Regions from separate parts of the Mus musculus genome. Here region 2 is linked to region 1. Evidence: chromatin contacts called from public Hi-C data. All regions are on one chromosome and are shown on one strand. The core of a region is the stretch at or near the end of the contact, and the rest is flanking DNA. Distances in the headings are between cores, read along the strand shown. Region 1 overlaps Slc26a7 (solute carrier family 26, member 7). Region 2 overlaps Lrrc69 (leucine rich repeat containing 69).

Region 1 (5,518 bases), core at 2,007-4,506:
CCTTGAACTCACAGAGATTTGCCTGCCTCTATCTGCCCAGTGTTGGGATTACAGGGCATGCCTGGCTCCTTTCCAACACTTGTCTTTTTCTTTTGTTTTGCGGCCCACTGAGTTTAGCCAAGGATCTTTGTCTTTAGCTGTACCCCAGCTTCAGCTGTAGAGCCCGCTAAGGAGGAATGGGCTCTTCTAGTTTCTTGTTAAAAAACAAAACAAAACAAAACAAAAAACATAAAGAGTTTAAAGTAGGAAAAAAATTAATAACAGAAGTGTTCACTTGAGTCATTTTAGCCTATTTGTAAAAGTCGCCCTCACTCTGATCCTGCTTGATAAATGTTTGGTTAACATTTTCTCCTTTACTCTTGTATTCACTTCCTTCATTACCTTATGATTCCCCTCAGAGCACAGAGAACTGGCCTCCTTCCAAAAGGACCAATGTCAAGGTCTTTCCAGGTAGCCTGAAAACAGGAAGTAACATCAGGAGTCTTTCTGTGACACCCAGGAGAATGGTTTGTTCTTTTAATAAGAGACTTGCTTCACAGAGCGCTGCTTGGTTCAGAGCCTTGGAAGCTGTCCCAGGCTCAAGTTTTGCACCAAGCCAGCCTTTCTCTTCCTTTCATAGTTTTCCCATGGAATTTAACCCATAGCTCCATCGTCCCCACTGACATCTTTATCTTTGAGACAGAATGTGATTTTAGATTGATGAATTTTACTTTTAAACATCACTGACGAGCAAACTGCATAATCCTTGCCTTCTTGGGCAGAAAGTAGCTACGAGTGGATGAGGGATTTGTAGCACATATACAAATGCTAGGAATTTCTCTTTCTTCTGTCACCCACACAAGTAACAACTTTTGCTCATAAAAATCCCCGTTTTTAAAAACTGTTACATCTCAGTAGTTTCCTGATATCTTCCATAAGGATAAGAGATGTGACTAAGATTGAATGTCATTTGTACATAGACCGTTGAATGAGAATTTTATCTGACTTAAAATGGCACTGTTCCCATTTTCAACAAACTCAGTTCTGCTGAGAATTTCTGAATTGCAGCAACTTGAATCTTTATTCTTTAACAAAGATTTAGTTTTACATCTTAAACTGGAACAATCAAATCTGATGACTGTATATGACAGAACTAAACATTAATGATTGACTTTTCAGCTTCCACCTGATTTCCGCTAGATTAAAAGTGATTTTGACAGATCAGTCTTTTTGCTACCTTGTATTTTTTTTTTGTTGTTGTTGCAATGTACTGACTTTCTAGAGTTTAAATATCTTCATAATGTCAGAAACTCTGATATATATTTTAAACATTTATTAAAAAAATGAACAAACAGTGAGATCTCTGAATTATCCGTGCTTATGTACCCAATTCTTAATTTCTTCTGCTTGCATGCATGGCTATTCTCTGCATCTCTTCTTTCATGGGAATACAAAAGCCTGAAGGAGTAATGCCTTGCTTGGTTGGTAAGGAGTTACCATTCCACAGAATTGACCATCTTAATCAGACACCCATCCCAGAGTCATAGAAAAGAGGGTTTTGGTTGGGCAGCACCAAAGTGCTGTCAATAATATCTGAACAGATGGGTAAAGTAGATAGATTTTGTGTCGAAACCATTTTTTCTCCCTTTCCCCATCCTACAATTGGGCAATGCAGTGCAATTCAGAGCTTGCCAGGTAAACCTGTGTATTATTATTTACAATACTATTATCTCTTATGATTTACTTCCAATGAGGACTACCAATCATTTGCAAAGTTTTCCTTTAGCTAGAGCCGAGCTTACATCAGTGTTGTATAAAGAGATGATAGTTGACACTTGGAGACACATGTTCAGCTTTATTGAAATACTGACAGATATTTAAGGATGTATTCAGTAGCAGAACATTGCCTAGCATATGCGAGGCTCTGAGTTTTTACCTTCATGCAAAATAACAATAATTAAGTTCATTTGAATTGGTAGGTTGGATAAAAGATGCACTATGTGGAGGATAGTCTAGGTTATTACCTCTCTTGGACCGATAAATAGAAATAAGAGACACTTTCTGAAAAGCTGTGGATTGTTTTATTACTAATGTTTCTCAATACTAAGTGTCTATTTCCTTGATATGTGTGGTATTCCATTAAGACTTACAAATAAATTACAATAACGAATATGTTAGTTAAGAGATAGCAATCCACAACTGAGTGTTATGTTGACTAATAGGATTTAGTCTGATCAGGTATAGGTTTTTTTTCTTTTATTTTTTCTTTTTTTTTTTTTGTTTGCTTGTTTGTTTTATATTTTTCTGACTTGATTCAGAGTTCTAAATCTTTTCCTTTTTTCACTTTAAAAGGAAACCTCGCAACAGATAAAAATCATCTCAATAAACAACCCACTTGTTTTCCTGAATGCAAAGAAATTTAGTGCTGATTTGATGAAAATAATCCTAAAGGAAAGTGACAGCAACCAACCACTTGATGATGTCAGCAAGGTAGGCATCCTAGCTTCATGACATGTGTAATAGTGAAAATATCACTAAAAATATCCACAGGTAAACAACGACAGAGTTTAGATATTCTTATAGACCTGTTCATCAGAAAAACCCTTAATATTGTATATCTGCCTATTCATTTACAATATAACCCGTGTATAGGACAATATTTAATATCACTTAAGAAATTTGTTCATCATGGACCTAAAATAAATATGTGATAGCCTAGTTCTTCAGAATAGGAAGCTTGATAAACAGCTCCATAGAAGTATAAGCAGTTGTTATTGACATTATAACCTTATTACACAATTTTCCTTCCTTCCCTTCCTCCTTCTTTTCCTTTTCTTCCTTTCCTAACTTCTCCTTTATTTTTCTTTTTTAAATCAAGACAGGGTCTCCCTATCTAGTTTATGACTTTTCTGCCCCATTTTCCCAAGTGCTTGGATTATAGATGTGTACCATGTCCTGACTAATATTCAGCTTTTCTTTATTTCTGTAAGAAACCTTGGTGACCAGAGGCACCGAATCAGATGTGCACCGGAATGAACCAGTGTGAATGTGTAATTTGCCCTTGAGCCCTCAAGTCCAGAGCCACTCACCAGCTGTGGGAATTTAGATGAATGAGCCTGTGTTTCAGGGTCCTCATTTGTAACAATGAGGATTCAAATAGTTAAAATATGCAAACCACTTAGAATAGTGCTGGAATCAATCCTGAGTTCTGTGTAGTCTTAGCTAATGTGGTTCATTAGGTTGACTGTCTTTCTCATGAAACTTTCCTTGACTCTCCAGATAATTTCTCATACATCCTTGAACATGTATCTCTTAGTTACTCATGTATCAGAGTCTCAAGGCCTCTTGTTTCTGGTCTCAAAACTGTGCAGAGGGCCATTCCTTTGCCTACAGCCAAGTGCTTCTGCCCATAATTCTCGACCTGATCTGCCTATGACCTTTGCCCCAAACTCCTATATAGGATCATATATATGATTTTCATGATCACAGTTGAAAATGAAGGTGTGAAGTCCCTCTTCCTGTAATTATTAACATTTGTGAGATGATGCCATCAGACTATATACGAGTGTAAACCTTTTAAAGACAAGAACCTTGGGACCCTACAGGTTGTAAATGCATACTGCCTTTGTGCCTTTAGGTTTTCACTTTCAATGGAATGTTGAGGACCACAGCCAGTGTTTTCAGATTTGAAACTCACTTCTATAGTTAGTGGTTCAGGTTGACATTGTGCCTATATATTTCGGAGAGTCTTTTATTGTATATGACAGGGCACCGTTGTAGTTTTTGTGGAGTTTAGCTCACAATCACCATGCAAAAGTGGTACTATGAAAAAATGATATAGTTTTAAATAATCTCATGGACCCATAAGAAATTTGTCTAATTTAATATCTTCCATCTAAATCCTTGCAGTGCACTGCAATGCAGGACTGCCTGAAATGAACCTGCATTCCTGATACTGCCACCTGTCTCCTTCAATTCAGACTATCAGCCATTTGGAAAGTTAGGTTTCAGCTGGAGGAGGCTTGCAACAGTGTGCATAATGGGATTATAGCTGGCATTTTCTTAGGACCAAATATATTTAAAAAATAACTTTAGTTTTTTATATTTTGATTTATGAAGAAACTAAGACGATAGGATAGGTTCTGTATACCTCATAACACTTAAGATGTTAATGCTTTGTGTACCAGTTACAGCTAACACATTCATTTATGTTTTATTCTGTCTTCCTTATTTTGACTAGTAGCTTATCTGTTTGTCTGTCTGTCTGTCTGTCTGTCTATCTATCTATCTATCTATCTATCTATCTATCTATCTATCTATCTATCTAGTGATGGGGGAGGCTCTGAGATTCTAGCTAGTGTGTCACATTACATTTAACTGTCATGCTTCATGATTCTCTTGTCTAAAAGTTGCCCAAATTTTCTTGTTTTAAAGGTTGTGAAAATTTTGATCAAGAATGGCCAGGTATTTTGTAGAATGCCCTGTATTAGAATTTGTTTGGTGTTTTGCATGGTAAGACTAGGGTTATGATCCTTAGGAAGGAACATTGTAGGGGCAAAGTACTACATCCCATCCAAGGTACATACTATAAACAAGACTGATTACTGTTGACGGAAATGTTGATTCCCTAAGTTCATCTATTGTTTTTAACCCTTTCTATGCTATACTGTGGAAGGAAGTCACTTTGTTTAAGTCAATTATTAGGAATTTGAGGAGTTATAATTCACCTCCTAAAAGTAGAGTATCTAGATAAGTTATTTAAAATTCTTCTGTACAGGAGATTTCAGAGAAGATAAGAGGGAGAAAGGAAATGTCTATCTGCTGAAGGCCAGTCCCTAAGATATAGCCACACAGTGAAATATCATTATTTGAATACTGAATAAAAGAAGTATTGAATCTCTGAAAAGTGCTAAGTAATCTGATAAAAATATGTTATCTGCAGCACAGGGCAACATGTAGGGGTAATGGTCTCTACCCCACCTTTAAGAAGAGCACTCTAAGAAGCTGTACAAGCAGTGGAAACATGGAAAGGCATTGGCTGATTCCAGACTGAGATGTCCCTATCTTTGACCTGGTTTTCTAGCTTTCTAATCTTTGCCTCCCTCATAATGGGACACAAGATTAGTAACCCCACAGAATGCTTTGCAAAGATTCAGTTGTTAATGTCTTCAAGACTTGGGTATGGAATAAACACTGAAAAATATGCACTGTCCTTACCAATAGCCAAGAAAAGAAACAACACACACGGTATTTTTGATAGGCAACTGCATTGCCGAGGCCCCGCTGGTAGAGACACTGAGCTATGATACAGAGCCGCTTTGTTTTCACTTCCTGATGTCTAGCACGTGATAAATGTTTCTCAAGCGTTTTTGTGGGACTAATGTGTATGAAATAGTTTTTGATGTCAGATCAAAACAAATTTAGTCTTTCAGAAAATGTTCTAACATCTGACTAAGTGAGCAAAAATTCTGTTGGATGAATGTATGCTTATTTCCAGCCCATAATCGTTCTTCACTTCCTAGTTCACTGCGGGCACACA
Region 2 (5,518 bases), core at 1,856-4,355, 260 kb before region 1:
AATCCAGGGCTTGTTTCTACTCTTTGAACATGGTTCTCCTTCCCCTGGGTTTTGGCTCACACCTTCTTCCCTTAGAAGAGGTTTTCTTTTCTTTCCCTTGACTTCTGTGGCACTGTGTATTTTGGAAAACCTTAGACACAGGCTTCTGGAATTTACTGAGATGGTTTTCTTGTATGGGGCAGCATGCATAAGGGAGGAAATGTGGCTGCTAAGGCAGGGAAGAGCCCAGGCAAAGCTGTGTGGTGACACTGAATAACACTAGTAATAGAAAACTAACTTAGCTGCAGACCTGATGTTAAATCTTAGCACTCAGACTGCTAGGTGACTCTATTTTAACTCTACCTTTAGAATAGATGGTCTTAAGGTGGCACATAGACTTTAAATTGGGTAATTTAATTCTCAGGTGAAGGTATATTTGGAGGCAAATGCTTTACTCTGAATAGTTAGGATATGAAATTTCATTGCAGTGTACAAAAATGTACGAAAAAGAGTGTAGTAAGTTAAAGATTAAAACTTGAGGGCTGGAGATGATTCAGAAGAGCACAGACTGCTCTCTCAGAGGACCCAGATTCAATCCCCAGCACTCACTTGGTGACACACAACCATCTCTAACCTCAATTCTAGGAGATCCAACACCCTTCTTATTCCTCTGTGTGTACACATGTCTGTATATCTGTGCAGGCAAAATAACCATATGCATACAAATAATTAAAAAATAGAAGAAATTAAAATGATTTTTCTTTGACTGAAAACATTTCTTATATAGCATATTCTGATTCTAGTTTTGTCTCCTTTCACTCTTTCCAGTTTCCCTCCCCTCCTGTTCCACCAGCTCCACCCTTGTTCTGTTTCTCATTAGAAAACAGACAGACATGTAAGGGATAATAATTAGAATAAAATAGAATAGGATAAGATAAAGTCAAATGATATTTTAATTTTTATTTTATTTTAATTTTTTTTTTTTTTTTGGTTTTTTGAGACAGGGTTTCTCTGTGTAGCCCTGGCTGTCCTGGAACTCACTTTGTAGACCAGGCTGGCCTCGAACTCAGAAATCCACCTGCCTCTGCCTCCCAAGTGCTGGGATTAAAGGCGTGCGCCACCACCGCCCGGCTCAAATGATATTTTTAAAGTTCATATTTTATTGTAAAAAATGTATTGTAAAAACTCTATGGCCACTTCTCTTCTTTGTTTACACCATTAACAGAGTGGAGAGATAGATCACTAGTAAAGAGTTCTTCACTATGTCATTCAAAAGGGCTGTAACACTAGGTGGCATATGGAAATTATAAATTGTCTAAATTTTTGTTTTGTGAAAAAAATCTAGAAAAAAAAAGACCAATTCCTAGACGTGTAAGATCTACCAAATGAATGCAAGGAAACTAAATGAATCCTCAGCAGACTGACCTGGAACTTACTCGTAGACCAGGCTGTCCTCAAGCTCACAGTGACTACCAGTCTCTGCCTCCCAAGTGCTGGGGTTAGTGGGGGGTACACAGTCATTCTTGGCCCAGTGCTTGAAATCAGAACAATAAAACAGGAGAGAAAAGAGAAAGAAATAAAAAAAAAATACAAACAGAAAAGGAAGAAGTCAAATTATTCTTATTTGCATAACATGATTCTATGCATAAAATATCCGTAATGACTGAGTCCACCAAAAACCTCTTAGACTCTGATAAATATGTACAGTGAAGGAAGCAATCGTCAATGAAGAGATAGCTTAATAGTAAATATACTTTATTAAGTACATCAACATGGGATAATGTCTAAAGTGTATAAAGAACTGTAAAATCAAACACCAAAACACCAAATCCAACCAGTAAATGGCTAATGACATGAACAGACACTTCTCAAAAGAACAAACAGAAACGGATGATAAATGTTTGGGAAGTCTTCAAAAAGTGTGGAAATTAAAGCTGTTTGGAAGTTCAGCTCACCTCGCCCCAAATGGCTCTCACCAAGAAAACAAATAAGACCAAATGCTAGCAAAGATGTTGTGGGGGAGATACCGATTCACTATTGGGAGTATAAAATGGTGTAGCCATTATGGAAATGCATATGGAGTGTGTTAAAGGTAAAAAACATAAACAGCATATGACTCAACTATATTACTACTTGATATATGCCTGCAAGATTGTAAATGAACACAGCCCAGAAGAATTGCACACCTACGGTGATTGCTGCGTTACTGACAATACGGAAAAAATTGAGCTACCCTGAGTGTCATCAACTGATGAATGGGTAAAGTGAATGTTTTACCAAGAAAGCAGCCGATAGATTCAACTAACAAGGGTCCATAGTGGTTCACAGAGCTGAACTGACAATCAGGGAAGCTGTGTGAGTCTGACTTAGGTCCCTTAGGTCCACATATATATTGTGGTTGTGTAGTTTTTGTGGAACACCTCAAAGAGGGAGTGGGGGCTGTCTCTGACTCCTTTGTTTGCTTTTAGAACACTTTTTCTTTGACTGTGTTCCCTCATCCAGCCTTCATATGAAGGGCTGTGCTAGTCTTACTGCAACATGATATGCCACGTTCCGTTGATATTTCTGGGAGGTCTGTCCTTTTCTGAAGTGAAAGGAGGAGGAGCGGATCTGGGCAAGAGGGGAGTTGGGGGTTGGAGTGGGGAGTCGAGGAAGGTCTAGGAGGAGTGGAGGGAGGGAGAAACTGTGGTTGGGATGTAATATATGAGAGAAAAATAAATTTAAAAAAGATACATGGTATATACACAATGAAATTTTATTTTCATGCTCATGACATTTTCAGAAACCCAAGTTAAACTAGAGATCATAAAGTGAAATGAACCAGCTTAAGAATGACAATTATCACCTTTTAGTTCCTCATGTAGAGTGTGTGTGTGTGTGTGTGTGTGTGTGTGTGTGTGTGGAGAGAGAGAGAGACAGAGAGAGAGAGAGAGAGAGAGAGAGAGAGAGACAGAGAGACAGAGAGACAGAGAGACAGAGAGACAGAGAGAGGAGAGAGAGGATCAAGCTGTAATGAGGGAACAGCTGAGGTTGGGGAGCCGGTAATAAAATACATGTGTATGTGGGCAGGACTTCCCAAGGATGGGAGGAGCTGGGGGGAGGGGGATTTTGCTGACACAGAGGCCTGCAGAGGAGATTAGGAATAGTGGAGGGGAGGGAGGGAGTAGACAGGATAGTGGATAGTCAGGGCACTCTTACAGCTCGCATCAGGCGCTTCTTTATACAGATTTCATAGAACACAGGCAGAGTGATGATTGTCCAAATGGTACAGATACGTGTTTGATTTCTTACTACATGTCCAGGGTTACACGTTTAGTTCCAGTTAGAAAATATAAACAGGACAGACTTTATTCTTACTATCAGCCCTACAACTCCAATTTAAAGAATCCAAAGAATGTCTCCTCCAAAGCCAACACATTTGCTATGTGACAGCCTGCTTTTAGTCTGGCAGTGTTTGCAGTTTTAGAGCACTCCACACAAACAGAGAACATCTGAACCAGTCTTTCTATGAATAGCAACTACGAACACACAACTCTTCTACTATATGTTTCATCATCTATGTTATAAAGTAGGAAACGTTTATTTTAGTTAATCTATCTTATTGACTGAGTTTTAGTCCTCCAGGGGTGTACCGTGTATCACATCCCTACCTTTCAACTACATTTTCACAGAGCTCCAAGCCTATAATAAAAACAGGCCTTGAAGCTGTAACCTACTCTACTGTCCAGTCAGTTTGTCAGTTGTCTCTGTTTACCCTGCACCAATTACACTTCTTGAGTTTACTCAGGGTCAGATACCCCAAGAAGATTCCTGGAGTGATGACCTCATCTAGCTGTGCGCTTCCCTGCCTTTACTCATTTCCAGGGCACAAGGGAGACTTCCAAATAGTGGCCAGATAAACTTCAATTAAGGATTCTCCTTAAAAGACTCAGACATCATTTTTCTCAGCAAAAGACATAAAATGAGTCACAATGCAGAAAGTCCCCAAGAGTGCAACACACAGAGACAGAAACCCAAAAGTGAGAGACAGAAGGACAGCTGTTGTAGCATCCGGCTTAGCCTTGCTCAAATGATCTGACCATTTCCAGTGGATATGGCTATGCCATGCACGTAATATAGACGCAGAAGGGAGGCTGTGCTGGAGGAGGAGACAGCAAGAGAGGGATAGAGAAGAAAAGGGAGGACTGTGGGAAGGAGGAAGAATGAGAATTAATTAATATGACACATGTGCATGAAAATGCCATAATGAAACACATTACATTATGTGCCAGCTAAAGAAAATGGATAGAAATATCATCTCTGTGTTTTCTTAGGTTATGTAGATGTCAGCAAACTTACTGCTTTTCCCATTTGGAGATAGATAATGTACAAATACCTTATATTTCTCTATGTTTGCAGTTGACGTTACTAAACCTGGGAAACAACCATTTACAAGAAGTTCCTGAAGAGATAAAATATCTTACCTCCCTGAAGAATCTTCATTTATTTGGAAACAGGATTTGCAGAATTGCTCCTGGAGTTTTTAGTAAGTTAATTATGGACTATAGCATTGTGTTTAACCTCTAGTATCTAGCAATGTGACACAAAACAAAAAGGAATTGTATTGTGCTGAAATTAAGGAATTTCTGAAATAATGCTTAGAGCTTTTTAAGTCTGTTTTATTTTATTTTGGTTTTTCCTGGCAGTCCTGGAACTTGCTTTGTAGACCAGGATGGCCTTGAATTCACAAACATCCACCTACCTCTGCCACCTGACTGCTGTGATTAAAGGCATGAGCCACCATGACAAGCATTTATAATGAAAAACAAAACAAAACAAAACAAAATGCTGTGTGAGAATTTCACACATGAAAATAATGTGCTTTGATCATACATATCCTCCACACCTTCTTCTTCGCCTCTCTGTGTATTCTAATCACATCTGCATTGAGCAGAGCAGATTCACCAAGGTCACAAAATGATTCCAAAGCTAAGTCAACCATAAGCTTTCTTTCCTTAGAATTATGATAGACTAAAATGGTTTAACTTTTTTTTTTTTCTGAAAAAAAAAATCACATGAGATGAGACAAAACAGACCCACAGGCTCTGTTGTTTGTGAAAAACTGCTTTTGTTTTGTTGGCCTCTTTAATATTTTGATTTGGATGCCATAATTTTCAAGTTTGTAGCAGTGGGGAAAAGCAGCCTTTGTCTGTTTCAAATAAAGATTAAGCCCAAACCAGGTTTCCTTCCTAAATTGCAACAGTTTCCAGGAGCTGCTTGCCCAGTGGTAGCCCTGGATGCTGAAGTTTAGGAATGTCATGACTTAGTGGAGGAATCTTGATGGCGAACTTGTCCGTGTCTGTGCAGGAGCTGGGGAGGTGGCTTCACATGAGTGGAAAGTGGAGCCAGACGCTTCAAAGGAAGGAAAGCAGGCACAGGAAATACAGGCTGTGTACAGGCAAGACCGAGGCAGAGAGGCTCAGAGTGTAGAAACTTGGATGAGAAAAAGTGAACTCCGCTTCTGGCTCTGCTTAGTCCTTAGGTCCAGTTTGTGGCCAGC

What was found. Hi-C and Micro-C count contacts between places; a contact is called where the count stands out from the background.
Region 2: a contact with region 1 is called in a Hi-C map of Sertoli cells, with 2.3 times the contacts expected there. The contact joins two enhancer-like sites. A contact is called at or near these places in 1 of 484 Hi-C or Micro-C datasets (Sertoli cells) and 2 of 9 other capture datasets (adipose tissue and embryonic stem cells).

The regions. Positions count from the first base shown.
Region 1 is chr4:14,516,344-14,521,861 of GRCm38.p6, reverse strand. Slc26a7 (solute carrier family 26, member 7) reads left to right here. Exons shown (of 19, transcript NM_145947.2): 14 at 2,332-2,469. Among named protein-coding and RNA genes, the nearest start is that of Slc26a7, 100 kb to the left of the region's middle. Within about 2 kb of position 3,256, at least 8 of the 459 cell types and tissues checked have an H3K27ac peak or open chromatin away from gene starts, as enhancers often do. A contact at or near this core is called in Sertoli cells, where this site is marked.
Region 2 is chr4:14,773,943-14,779,460 of GRCm38.p6, reverse strand. It overlaps Lrrc69 (leucine rich repeat containing 69), which reads left to right. Exons shown (of 8, transcript NM_028499.2): 2 at 4,378-4,504. Among named protein-coding and RNA genes, the nearest start is that of Lrrc69, 19 kb to the left of the region's middle. Within about 2 kb of position 3,105, at least 53 of the 459 cell types and tissues checked have an H3K27ac peak or open chromatin away from gene starts, as enhancers often do. A contact at or near this core is called in Sertoli cells, where this site is marked.